3 separate regions of the Mus musculus genome follow, and all the other regions are linked to region 1. The links are chromatin contacts, called in public promoter capture Hi-C maps. All regions are on one chromosome and are shown on one strand. Each heading gives the region's core, a stretch centred on a gene start, on an enhancer-like site or on the middle of the called end of the contact. The rest is flanking DNA. Distances are from core to core; before and after follow the strand shown.

Region 1 (4,515 bases), core at 1,024-3,523:
CCCATTGGTTGCTTCCCAAGCATCCAAAAAAGGAATACATTTAATTTTTTACTTAACTATGGCCAGTAAGATTCAAAGACCATTTGAGGTTTTATTTTGTTTTGTTTCTCCAAGGAGTGAAAGGCTAAGTTATGAATTTTACTCTGAATTATGCAATTCCAGTTTCTAAAAGATCTGCCTTCTGGAAGGGTGATATTCTAGTTTTTGGTGCAATTCTGATGCAAAGTACAGCTGTCCTGTACAGTCTGCTATTAAAAGAAAAATTTAAAAGTCAAGGTAGGCCCAACTATCCAAGTCTGCCAAGTTTCAACACATCTGACTAAGTTAAAGACAATTAACATTTGACCTCTGTAGCTCAGTGGCTTTAGCAATTGTAGAGCACTCATATTCCTATATCTAGTGACTCAACGTCTCAACTGACTGCCACAAGCAAAGAAAGAAAGGAACTCAAGTCAAACCAGGGGCCTTGCAGGATTTCCTCTTCAGGTCCCCAGTGAGATCAGGCCATTCAGTAAGCATGCAACTTTCCAAGGCTCACAGATCCTCACACCCTAATCAGTGTTTTGGCTGAGGGACTTTATCAGCAAATGTTTACCAATTTTTATCAAGTGAATTTATAAATATCCTACTGAACTGGGAACTCCTAGCAAACAGATTATGTCTTGTGATGTTTCTGGGAAAAAAAGAAAAAACTGAATACTTTTTACTCTTCAAAGAAACTAAAAACATTGACAAAACAGCATGATGTACCCACCTTAATCCCAGCACAGAGGAGGCAGAGGCAGTGGGATCTCTGTGAGTTGAGGCCTGTCTATAGAGAAAGTTTAAAGACAGGACTAAATAATTTTGAGAGAGCCTGACTCAAAGGGGGGAAAAAAAGATTTAGGCTGGGCACTATAGTGCAAGCTCATCATAATCCTAACAGTTAGGAGCCTGAGGATCTCAAATTCAGTTAGTGCACACTACATGGCAAGATTTCCTTCTCAAAACACAAAACACTGGGTAGGGTTGTGGGCTCAGTAGTAAAATACATGCTCATCTTGTTCAAACTGCACCGCCAAAAAAAACTTTCTTAATAATTATGTATTAAATGACATTTATAATAACTATTATAAACTGAAGCACTATACCAGAAATAGGAACGCACAAAACCTTCTACATGACTAGACTGTTTAAGGCCAGTATGACCACTTAAACAAAACCATTTCTAATCTCTAATCCACTTCTGAAAAAATCACAGGATGTCTATGCATAACTAAGATCTTCAGTGCTGTTATCTCGCCTGTGGAATGTTCGTGGATTTACTTCACGAGTCTCTTAATATTCTCACTTTATAGGTAGTAAAACACTCAAGGATTTAGAAAGGACTGGAGAGCAAGCGCTCTCCCTCAACTGGACAGTATATGATATTTCTGTCTTTCGGGAACACTCCCTTCTCTAGTTGAGTTTGCGGTGCCCACAATTGAACACAGGCCACAACTGGTCCTTCAGAACCAATTTAAACGGCATGACACAAGACAGTCCTTGTGCAAGCAGTGTGCAAGGCGGTCCAGGCAGTTCTTACAGAGCAATTAAGTCACCTGGAGCTCTGTGCTTTGGTGGTGACAGGTGACCTCCTGGGCCAGACCAACCGGCTACATCTACGACTGAGTCCTCCCAGTCTTGCACTCAGAACCACAGGTCACTCATCAAGTCCCCACAGGGATTCTAAGGGATCTTGCCACCGAGGGGAGCCACTGAAGGCTGGCCAACAAGGCCGCCACGCCCCGGGCTCCTCCGGGACCTCAGGTAGGCTCATGTGCTGCGCTGCTGCACTAACTTCGACCCCGGAGTCACCTCAAGAGCATTCGTGACGCTGGGAGGGGCTATGCCCCACGGGAACACCAGAGGACTCTTGGGGATGGAGCTCAAAGCCGTCTAGAGCGCGACGTCCGCGGTTTCGGGCTCATTTGACGCTCAAGGCCCGCTCGGTGGCCCCTCTCCGACCCCCAGTCTCCCGCTCGCTCGCTCGCCCGCCTCAGCCCGCTTCCGGCCACCCCCCGCCCGACGTCCCCTCAGGCTGAGGACGAGTCGCGGGGGGACAGCGGAGCAGAGCTTCGAAGAAGGCCGCCGCCATGCAAGGACCCGGGAGGGGAGGACGGGGCACAGAGCGGACCACTCACCGTCAGTGGCTCCGCAGGTCAGTCAGTCTCCGCGTCTGCGACTCTCTCTGTACCTTCGCAGCCGAGAGGGCGAGCGCCAGGACGGTAGGACGTGCGCACGCAGCGAGGGGCGGAGTCACCAGGCCACGCCCCCAGGCGCACGGCAGCTAGCGGGAGGCTCTTGGGCGAGCCGACACTGCCTTCTGAGAAAGCTTCGGGAGTGGGGAGTAGTAATGTTAACCGGAGAGGAAGGAAGCGTGTCAGCCAAAGCCAACTGCTTGTTGATCGAGAGTGGGGGCTCAAGCCTGGAATCCCAGCACTCGGTGGGGGACAGGGGTGGGGTTGAGGCTGGAGAATTCAAGAGCAACCTGGAGAATTCAAGAGCAACCTGGGCTACAGTGTGAGCATTTGTCAGTGCTCAAACAAAAACACAAAAGGGTTGGGAATGTAACTTGTTGGGGAAGAATTAATAGATTCTTTTTGGGGGGGCGGGGTGTTTCGAGACAGGGTTTCTCTGTATAGCCCTGGCTGTCCTGGAACTCACTCTGTAGACCAGGCTGGCCTCGAACTTAGAAATTCGCCTGCCTCTGCCTCCCAAGTGCTGGGGTTATTAAATGCATGCACCACCACTCACTGCCCAGCACTTAATTACTTTTTTAACTATTAAAGTTTTGGTTTGGTTTTGTGCTGGAGATGGAATTCTAGATTTTGAGTAAGCTCTCTTACTGAGTTATGCTGAGGGACATTTCTGTGCACTCTGTATTCTGTCTGATTCCTGTACCCAGAGGTCCAGCTCCAGTCTCGACTTTAGTATGACTCAGTATTTTATAAAATATTATTCTCTATCACCTCCTGATTGGTTAAATAAAGAGCTTAATAGCCTATGGCTGGGCAGGAGAGGATATGGCAGGACTTCTGAGGCCAGAGACAGAGAGAGCATCTCAGGTGGGAGAGAAGGGAGACAGGAATCCGAACAGGAATGAAGGAGGAGGAGCCAGAGCAAGCCTGAGAAGGCAGGAAAGGTCCACATGGCTGGGAAGTAGGCCAGCATACTTGGTTAGAATAGCTTAGAGTCTGCCTGGCTCTGCGCCTCACCTTTATAATAAATATAAAGGTCTCCGTGTCATTAAGCAAGGAGGACATAGAAAAGTTCCTTACTTTTGCAGAGTTATGTCTCCCCAACCCAACAAATGTTCTCTTTCTACCTCTCTATTATTCAGGTGCACGATGCACCCACAAGCTAGGAAGATTTCCACACTAGAAGCTTTAACCAAATTTGCAGAATCTTTTCCTACTCAACACTATTCACAAAAAAAACAACAAGTTCTGGAAGCAGCCTAGATAATCTAATTGATGACCAAAGTATGAAGGCAGTTTCTGCATGAGCAGGACCAGGGTGTTGGATTTTATTGGGACAGAGTTACAAGAAAGTAGTTTATGTAAGCTCTCCTCAGAGCCTTCTTTTCTGTGTTGTTGTTGTTGTTGTTGTTGTTGTTGTTGAAAGAGGACACACTACTAGGGATTGAATCCAGGATCTCCAGCATGCTAGACAAGAACTCTCCACTGTGCTATATTATCAGAGCTTTTCATGGTGAACATTTCCAAAAACCAGAGTACCACCTCTTTTCTTACCTAATTTATTCATTGCTAGATCTGTCCTGGCACCAATGGGTGTCCTAATATCATAACGATTTAAGGTCCTTCAGTCCCTATGGCTTCCTTTTGTTTTGTTTTTCTAGACAGGATCTCAATATGTAGCTCTGGCTGTCCTGAAACTCTGCAGACCAGGCTGGCCTCAAACTCAGAAGTCTGCCTGCCTCTGCCAAGTGCTGGGATTAAAGGCATGCGCCACCACTGCCAGCTCAGTAGGGCTTTTTAACAAAGTAGAGGCAGTCAGGTGTTCTCCTGGGGGTAGGTGTGATCATTAGGGCACTTGATGGGTGCCAGTTGGAAGCAAGATAGATTAAAGAGACCCATCTCTTATTGAGGCACTATACAGGTGTTGGACTCTGGTAAAGTCAATGGCTGTTAAAACCACTGTTAGTGATTTTAACACTAACACTTAGCTAAAGGCAAGCACTCCTTCTAATGTTTGTGGTTCTAAAAGTAAGCAAAGATGTTCAGGACGGTCCAGTGTGACTCTTCATTTGATGGCTGCCTTAGACTCTTTCTTGCTGCCTACCTGTCTTTAAGGAAAGGACTGTCATCCAAATGGCTGTTCTTCTGCCAGAACCAGACATCTGGAACACCCCACAGACACCTCAAGAACCAGACATCTGGGACACCCCACAGACACCTCAAGAACCAGACATCTGGGACACCCCACAGACACCTCAAGAACCAGACATCTGGGACACCCCACAGACACCTCAAG
Region 2 (4,515 bases), core at 1,131-3,630, 480 kb before region 1:
CCTCTCTTGCTCCAGCTCTCTTCTGATGCTTCCTCAGCCTCTCTTCATGGCTTCCCTCCTTCCTTCCTGTCTCTTTCTCCACCCCTCCTAGAATCACAAGTTCCACCTATTCTCTCTAAAGCTCTGTATTGGCCTGTTGGCTTTTATTGGCAAGGCAGAGAACGAATAAGGAACAATGTTTCTACAAACTTGAGACAGAAGCTTCTCAGAGTTAATATAACAAAGCCATGTGCACAGATGGAAACCAGAGAGTGAGATGAAGAAATCAGCATTTGAAATAATACAGGGGTAAACTTTACACGTGTACAAAAACATTTCGCCAGCTCAGTTGTCGGCCAAGCTTGAACAGGATAGCACCTCTGGGGGGAGAATCAGACTTTGAAAGAGGTAAGAGCAAAGTCAGTACTTGCCTTATCAGTAGCCTGCTCCTGACAGCCAGAGAACTTCTGGAGTCAGGGAGGATGCTGGCAGGCCTGGCTTGCTGGCTGCCCGCCTTTAGCAAAGAACAGAGACATGGCCCTGCCGCATCGACACAGTGGTATCAAAGCAGATCAGCTGACACCACAGCCCCCAGAAGCAGCCTCTGAACAGCATTCACAGGAGTGAGCTATGCTTACTTCAGACCTCAGAGTCATTTGTGAAGAGCTGTTTGCTGGCTCTTAGCTGTGTGAGCTTCTAAGAACTAGCACGCCAGCCATGCAGGCTCTCTGGAGATCTCAGAAGAATCTGGGCTCAGTCTGCTGCCTGCCTCTGAGTGGCGGTGGCTGTTGGACATCTTAGACATCACTTGGCTTGTGGCTGCCCCTCTCCAGTGGCTGCAATGCCTCCATGTGGCCCTGCCTCCCCTGTGTGTATCTGCCTCTTCTCAGTACAGCAGTCAGACTAGGTTTGCAATCCCCTGAGTTCTAGGATGACCTCATCTAAACAAATTGTGCCTAAGAAACCCAGACATACAAAGAAACCCATTCTGAGGCCTTGCAAAGACCATGAGTTTTGGGAAGGACAAGGCTCAGTACAGATGGCTGAGCCTGATCACACACAGACCCCAAGAAGCATGGCTCTGGTTTCAAGCACACACACTGCTCACTGTAGACAGAAAGGGGCTTAAACCTATTCAAATCCCTGGCACCTACTAGATTGACAATGCCCCTGAGGAGGTCAGGAACTGGACTTTGCGTTGGGCTCTGCCTTTGGGTAAGCCCTAAGAAGAGCAGCCTCTGACAGGCAGCACTGAAGCACAAGCCGTGCTTCAAGGGGACACTCGCCAGGAGGATCCCAGGCTCGGGACTTACTATAACACAGGACACTTGTCACCTGAAAGCTTGAGTCAGTCAGTTATTATGGTCTGTGTGTGAGATACAAGTGGGTGCATAGGCAGTGGTGCACACATGTAGATCAGACTTTCTACAGCCAATTCTCTTCTTCCTCCTCTCCATGGGTTCAGGGTCTTCATCTCAGGTTGCACAGCGAGTTCATTTATGTGCTGTGCCATCTCGCCAGTCGTTCCTATATCCTAGAGGAAAACTAGTTTCTTCTGGTCAAGAGGAGGAAAGAGTGGAGACCTGTCATTCTAAGATACCCAAAACAGGGCCAGGTTGGGGACCTGTGCCTTTAATCCCATCACTTGGGGATTAGGTAGAAGCAAGAGGCTCTAGACCAGTCTACACACTGAATTTCAAGCCAGCCTACCTATAAATCAGAGACCCTGCTTCAAAAATAAAATTAAACAAAAACGAAGATAAACCAAGCTACCCAAAACACAAGAGTTAATCCAGTCAGACAGGTCTAGCAAATGCTAGGATGAAAGGTGTGCACCACCACGAGTGGGCTGCAAGCCTCTCTCTCTCTCTCTCTCTCTCTCTCTCTCTCGTTTGTTTTGTTTTTCGAGACAAGGTTTCTCTGTGTAGCCCTGGCTGTCCTGGAACTCACTCTGTAGACCAGGCTGGCCTCGAGCTTCACTCTTAAAAGTTCCTCTTCCTCCTCCTCCATCTTTTCCTCCTCTTACCCCCTAGGCTCCTTTTCCTCTTCTTGTCTTTCAGATAAAGTCTCAAGTAGTCCAGACTGGTCTCAAACTAACTAACTAGCCAAGAATAGCCAACCTCTTAACTTCCGATTCTCCTGCCTCTGCTGAATGCTGGGGTTGTGGCGTGGGCCACCACTTCTGGTTTGTGCAACACAGAAGGAACTAGGGCTTTAAGCACGAGAAGCAAGTTCTGTACAGACTTACACAGGCCCAGCATCTGTTCTTGCAATTTTCTGTAAGTTTGACATAATATGAGAATAAAAAGCTATCTATCTCCCTTCCAGCCTTACCCTCTCTGATGGAATTCGAATGCGTAATCAAAGCACCCAACAGCCTGGCCTGGAATCACGTGGGGCGAGCCCACGTGACCGGAGCACCAATCCAATATGGCGGCGCCCAGGGGGCCCGGGCTGTTCCTCATACCCGCGCTGCTCGGCTTACTCGGGGTGGCGTGGTGCAGCCTAAGCTTCGGGTGAGTGCAGCCGCCGGGGCCAGCCTGGCTGGGGTCCACCTTTCCTGAGCGCTCTCAGGCACAGCCCTCCGACCTCACGATCGCCCCGTCCCTGCAGGGTTTCCCGCGACGATGACCTGCTGCTGCCTTACCCACTAGCGCGCAGACGTCCCTCGCGAGACTGCGCCCGGGTGCGCTCAGGTAGCCCAGAGCAGGAGAGCTGGCCTCCGCCACCCACGAACCCCGGCGCCAGCCACCACGCGGCCGTGCGCACCTTCGTGTCGCACTTCGAGGGGCGCGCGGTGGCCGGCCACCTGACGCGGGTCGCCGATCCCCTACGCACTTTCTCGGTGCTGGAGCCCGGAGGAGCCGGGGGCTGCGCGCAGAAGCGCCGCGCTACTGTGGAGGACACAGCCGTCCCGGCCGGTTGCCGCATCGCTCAGAACGGTGGCTTCTTCCGCATGAGCACTGGCGAGTGCTTGGGGAACGTGGTGAGCGACGGGCGGCTGGTGAGCAGCTCAGGGGGACTGCAGAACGCGCAGTTCGGTATCCGACGCGATGGAACCATAGTCACCGGGTGAGGAGGCAGGGAGCCCCGGGGCTGTAGAGGGCAAAGGGTCTCTGATGTTCTTTCAGAGCCATGCCTCCGAGTCCAGGTCCCTAACCAAACTTCCTGTCTTTCTTCTTCCGAGTAATGACGCTGACACCTTCCTTCCTTTAAGTTTATTCATGTGCCACTGAATAATCTGTGATCAGGCCGTGTGTGGGGACTTGGGGAGGCGACCGTGAGCCTGAACACAGTTTGTGCCCTAGTGAACTTTGTGTAGTATTAGAGAAACATTTCGTGTTCAACGAAGCCATGGAACCAATTGGAAATAGTGTAGAGTTTATGGAGCAGTCCCAGACAGCTAGCTGGAGGCCTTTTGCTGTCCTGATAAAAATCCAGGTTAGACAAGGAGCTTGTTGAGGGCAGCCTTTGGAAGTTTCTGTGTTTCTTGAAATTTGACAGCAGCCAGAGTTGACAGCAGGCAGGCAGGAGTAGAAGGTAGCGCCATCTGGTGTTCCAGTTCTCTTCCAAGGTTCCGTTTTTTGCCAAGGCTGGGAAGTGGGCTTTCCCCAACTCTTCTCAGCCCTTGGTTGCAATTTCTGGGCCTGCCCATGTATCTGGTTCTTCATCCTTCAACATCAGCCAGTGTCACCACTGTTGATCTTAGGTTTTCACAGATCCTAAAACTTCTGCCAGTGACCAGCGCCTGCAGTTTCTCTTCCCTGGCTCTGTCCTTCAACCTCTCTACATTCCAGCCATCTCCCTTGCTCCTCTCTTGGACTCCCTTCCAGACTTGTTGTCATGATCACTGTCTCAGTACCCCTATTGCTCCTTTACAATGGTCCACTGACCTGCTCACCTCCTACTTTTTTTTTTTAAATGTGTGTGCATCTGTGTGTGCCTGAGGGGAGACCAGAGTTTGATTTCAAATGTCTTCTATTCTCTTTTCCTCCATCTTATTTTCTAACACAAAATCTGAATCTAGAGATCACTGGTTCAGTTAACCTGGCTGGCCGGCAAACCCCAGGGCCCTCCTGCTTCCCTCTGTCCACCCCACCCCAGCACTAAGGCTACAGTGTGTGCTGTTCCAGCCAGCTTTCTCATGGGTGCTGAGGATCTGAACGCAGGTTCACATGTGTGGTGGGAAGGCTTTTACCCAATGCTCTGTCTTTCCAGCCCATCCTCCCTTGTTAACTGCCAAACAGCTGCCTATCCTGTCCATGTGTAGCTCACTGCTACTTCTTTTATTATGAGGTCAGCACATGTTACTAAAGATGGCAAGAGAAGAAGGTTCTTTCATTGTGTCATAGCTATAGCTCAGGAGGAATTTTATTTCCTGTGTAGGCACACAGGAGAGCATCTTCCAGCTCACACTCCAACTGAACTAACTGAACACCTGCCTATATATCCAAAGAAGGGGTGTCAGTGCCAATCACAGCACACCTCCAGTGCAAATGAAGGTTTGTGTTTGCACCAATCACAGCCTTGCCTCTT
Region 3 (4,515 bases), core at 1,383-3,882, 310 kb after region 1:
GAAGGTCTTTGTACTTTGTGGAGGTAGAGAAGTCAGACTCTTCTGTAGATCCTCCTGGCTTTTGGCATTATGATATCATGATTAATATATATATATATATAATTTTTTTTTTTTTTTTTTTTTTTTTTTTTTTTTTGCAGAACTCGCTGCTACATCCAGGCAGAGTGGATTCTGTCATCATCATAACCCCATTGTCCTTCCATGGCATAGTAAAGATTAGGATGCACACGTCCTTACCGATTGCTTAGTGTACAGATGCACACGTCCTTACCGATTGCTTAGTGTACAGCGCTGGTACCAAAATTCCAGTCCTCGAGGGCCTACAGAATGATCCACACCCTAGCCTGGAGGTCAGGACATCTCTGGCAGCTTGTAGGCTTCAACAGCAGGGAATGCAGCTTCACAGCTTCCAGAAACATACAGAGGGGAGAAGGAAAGACGCAAGCATGCTTACTACCCACATTGAACAATGTTGCAGGGTAAAGTCAGGAATTTGAAAGTTGCCATAAATGGTGGGTGCACTGAAGTGGTTTGTGGGAGGCAAGGAGACATGCAGACAGGTGAGCTTTCCTGTCTTTTAAGGTGACCAGGGAGTGAGGTAGCAATGAATTAAGAGAGAAAAATGGAAATGGTGAGACTTGTTTCTCAGAGCCTCTCACCAAGGTGGGTTGAGAGGAGACAGGCAGGGCCTGTGCTGGGTCACAGTGAGCTTCAAAGTCTGTCAGAGCTTCCAGAGTCTGAGGTCTGCTTTTAAAATATGAACTTATTATTGCCTTTTGTGGGACTTTGGGCATGTTACTTTCCAGTTCCTGTCTTCATGTCTCTAAGTGAGGGGCAATAATATCTTCCTCAGGGGGTTGTGGTCAACAGTAGGTCATGAGGAAAAGTGCTTGCTGGTCTCTGGCACTGGGATACTCGGGTCAGTACCAGCTGGCCACTGTTACTTGTTAGCTATTGGTGTGTGCTCCGCTTTTCCAAACCTCAGATACAGGAGGCACATAGTTCCTGCTCAATAAACATCTCTTTCTATCTTTAGCTTTATTCTGAAAAAAAGTTAGAGTTAGAAAAATGTTGTAAAAATACTAGGGAGTTCCCCTGCGACCTACACCCAGCTTCTCCTACTGTTAATGTCTTGGGTAACTGTGGGATTTAATGGGGATGCCATTAAATACACTGCATGTTTCACCAGCTGCCTTCCCACTGTTTTTTGTTTGTTTGTTTTTGTTTTTTTTCCTGTTCTACTTTGCCCTTTAATGACAATTTGCCCCTTACTTGTGACAATACCTTAGGCTCTGTGTTTGGTGACTCTGGCACTGTGAAGAGCACTTGGCAGTTTGGTTGTGGAGTATTTTTCAGATTAAGTTCCTTCCTCAGATGTTTTCTCATAATTAGATGGACATCTTGCACTTTGAGCTGGAATATATCAACAATGACACGTTTACTTTAAAAAGTTCCTGTTTATTGTGGTGCAATACATACTGCATAAAACTTACCATTTATGCAGTTGTACTTATCATTAAAGCAATCCAAAGACACTAGTACGTTCATGAAGTATACCTACTACAGAATCCACGGCGTTGTGTTCTCACTAGTTCCAGATGTTTTCATCACCCCAAAAGGAACCCCCAGGCTTGATAGTGTAGTCAATACCTAGTACTTCATACAACCGCAGGCATCCATCACCTGTATTTTCTCTATAGATTTGCTTGTTCTGGGCATTTCACATTAATACAATCATACAATATGTGGCCTCTTGTGTTTGGTTTCTTTTACCCAGTGTGTTTCAGAGGTTGTAGCAAGTGTACTTCATTTTTATAGTCGAATAATATTCGGTTGTATAGATAGTCTATATTTTACCTTCCTATTCCTGAATTCCACAGTGACTGTGGATGCCTGGGATGGGCCCCGAGAGCTGTGGGAAGGAAGGGTCAGTTAGTCCCCTGTGGTTGCAGAAAAACACTGTACGGTGTGGCAGCCAGGGTGCGACCAGAGAATATAGAATTGTGTTTATTCAGGCCAGAGTTTACACAGACCAATGTAGAACTTATTAATGGGAAGCTGATTTCTTTGAACGTTTTCCTTGTGGAGAGGGAAAAACAGTTGTTCATGTGAAGAATGAAAGATCTTCAAAGTCGGGAAGATAACTTCCCCAGGGGGTTGGCAAAGGTGGTCCTCAGTGGTGCTCGACTTTAGAAGCTATCAGAAGTGGCTTGGCTGGTGATGATCATTTCCATCCCCCAGCAAGTTCAGAGGGGCCTAGCACCACTGGGAACACTCCTACATTGCTGGCAGAATGGGAGGGAGGTCACAATCGAGCAAAGCCAGGGACTGAAAACTTCGATGTATCCAAAAGGTAAACTGCGCTTAGATGCTTCCTGTGCGGACTTGGGGGCCAGGCTGCGGGGCAAGTAGTCAAAGGCAGCCAAGGCCTCGGAAGAAGGCGGAGGCCTGGTGCCCACAGCAGGCGGCCCAGGCTCGGAGCAGCCCAGGGCGGAGGGCGGCGCCCAGAGCGCGTCCGCCCGGCCCCGCCCCGCTGCAGCCCCGAGCCGGGCGCGCGCTCCTAGGCGGGGTGGCGCGCTGCTGGTGCGCGTGTCCCGGACCCGGCGGTGACGTGCGCGGGCCGCGCGTGCGCGCTGCGGCAGAGGAGAGGGGCGGCGCGGGCGCGCGTCTGTCAGTGACAGCGGGAGGGGGAGGAGGAGGGGGCCGGAGATGGTGGTGGCGGCGGCTGCGGCTGCTACTCTTCCGACCTGAGGCAGCGGCTGCGGGAGAGCGGGCGGCGGGCGCAGCCGCAGCGGCATCTGTAGCTCAGGCAGGGCCCCTGGGGCGTGGGCGCGGCGTGCGGACGACCGGCGTGCTGGCCAGCCGGCGTCGCGGGAGTCAGGCTCTGCGGCAGCCCGCACGGCGGTCTGTGGAGGGGCCCGCGCAGTGCCCCGAGCTCGGCTCTGGGCCGGGGTGCGTTCGGCTGCGGGCAGCAGGCCCTGCTAGACCGGCCGCTCGGACGGGCGGCCCTCGGGCTCCTCAAGCTCGCGAGCAGGGGCGCGGGGCAGGGTAGCCCGCTGGTGCTTAGCCGCAAGGGGACGGAACGCGGCAGGAGCCGCAGGTTGGCCCGCGCGCTTTGACGCACCGGGCGCTGCTGCGGCAGGATGAAGCGCTGCTCGCCTCCCGAGTTGTTTTTGCGAAAGCTGCTCCCGGTGCCCCGAGCGCTCAAGGTCTGAACTTCCCTCTGGAGCTGCAGTTGGAGTTGCACGGGGAGAGGCCACCAGCGGGCGACGGCGCCCGAGGGGAGCGCAGCGCAGCGCTGCCGGGGACCCAAGACTCAGCGCGGCCGCGGCACGAGAACCCTGGGAGCACCAGGTACGGCCCGTGCGGTTCTCGCTCGCCTTGGCGCTTTTATGCGCCGTTATGGGCAGTTTTGGTGAACATATGGTGGTGCCTTCCCAAGTGGCTCGCCAGAGCTCGCACTCGCGACAAGCACAGGTCGCGTGGCCCTCCGGGAGTGTGTGTAGTCAGGCCGCTCTAATTCTGCTGGTTTTGCCTGCAGGTGCCCCTGACCTGGTCGGGAAAGGTTCCAAGAGCTCGGCAACATGGCTTCCTCACCCCACCAGCAGCTGCTGCATCACCATAGCACCGAGGTGAGCTGCGACTCAAGCGGAGACAGCAACAGCGTGAGGGTCAAGATCAACCCTAAGCAGCTGTCCTCCAACACCCACCCGAAGCACTGCAAGTACAGCATCTCCTCCAGCTGTAGCAGCTCGGGAGACTCAGGGGGCCTTCCCCGGAGGGTTGGCGGCGGGGGTCGCCTGCGCAGACAGAAGAAGCTGCCCCAGCTTTTTGAGAGGGCCTCCAGCCGGTGGTGGGACCCCAAATTCGACTCCATGAACCTGGAGGAGGCCTGCCTGGAGCGCTGCTTTCCGCAGACCCAGCGCCGCTTCCGGTACGCACTCTTTTATGTGGGCTTCGCCTGCCTTCTCTGGAGCATCTATTTCGCTGTCCACATGAAATCCAAAGTGATTGTCATGGTGGTCCCAGCTCTGTGCTTCCTGGTGGTGTGTGTGGGCTTTTTCCTGTTTACTTTCACCAAGCTGTACGCCCGGCATTATGCGTGGACCTCGCTGGCTCTCACCCTGCTGGTGTTCGCCCTGACCCTGGCTGCGCAGTTTCAGGTTTGGACACCTCTGTCAGGACGTGTTGACAGCTCCAATCATACTCTCACGGCCACTCCGGCGGACACTTGCTTATCTCAAGTAGGAAGCTTCTCCATATGCATCGAAGTGCTCCTTTTGCTCTACACAGTCATGCAGTTACCTCTGTACCTGAGCTTGTTTTTGGGGGTGGTCTATTCTGTCCTTTTTGAGACCTTCGGCTACCACTTCCGAAACGAAGACTGCTACCCTTCTCCGGGCCCTGGGGCCCTGCACTGGGAGCTGCTGAGCAGAGCCCTGCTTCACGTGTGCATTCACGCTATCGGGATCCATCTGTTTGTCATGTCTCAGGTGAGGTCCAGGAGCACCTTTC

Evidence for each region. Promoter capture Hi-C pulls out the DNA fragments that hold promoters and counts their contacts.
Region 2: a contact with region 1 is called in a promoter capture Hi-C map of stem cell-derived epiblast-like cells, with 3 times the contacts expected there. The contact joins the promoter of Nagpa here to the promoter of Hmox2 in region 1. A contact is called at or near these places in 2 of 39 promoter capture datasets (pre-B cells and stem cell-derived epiblast-like cells).
Region 3: a promoter capture Hi-C map of second pharyngeal arch cranial neural crest shows a contact between it and region 1. The contact joins the promoter of Adcy9 here to the promoter of Hmox2 in region 1. A contact is called at or near these places in 6 of 39 promoter capture datasets (the C10 cell line, cranial neural crest, frontonasal cranial neural crest and 3 more).

Annotation. Positions count from the first base shown.
Region 1 is chr16:4,724,119-4,728,633 of GRCm38.p6, reverse strand. It overlaps Hmox2 (heme oxygenase 2), which reads right to left and starts at 2,273. Exons shown (of 6, transcript NM_001136066.2): 1 at 2,163-2,273.
Region 2 is chr16:5,201,877-5,206,391 of GRCm38.p6, reverse strand. It overlaps Nagpa (N-acetylglucosamine-1-phosphodiester alpha-N-acetylglucosaminidase), which reads left to right and starts at 2,380. Exons shown (of 10, transcript NM_013796.3): 1 at 2,380-2,495; 2 at 2,593-3,051. The coding sequence starts at 2,410.
Region 3 is chr16:4,418,615-4,423,129 of GRCm38.p6, reverse strand. It overlaps Adcy9 (adenylate cyclase 9), which reads left to right and starts at 2,632. Exons shown (of 11, transcript NM_009624.3): 1 at 2,632-3,354; 2 at 3,542-4,515. The coding sequence starts at 3,585.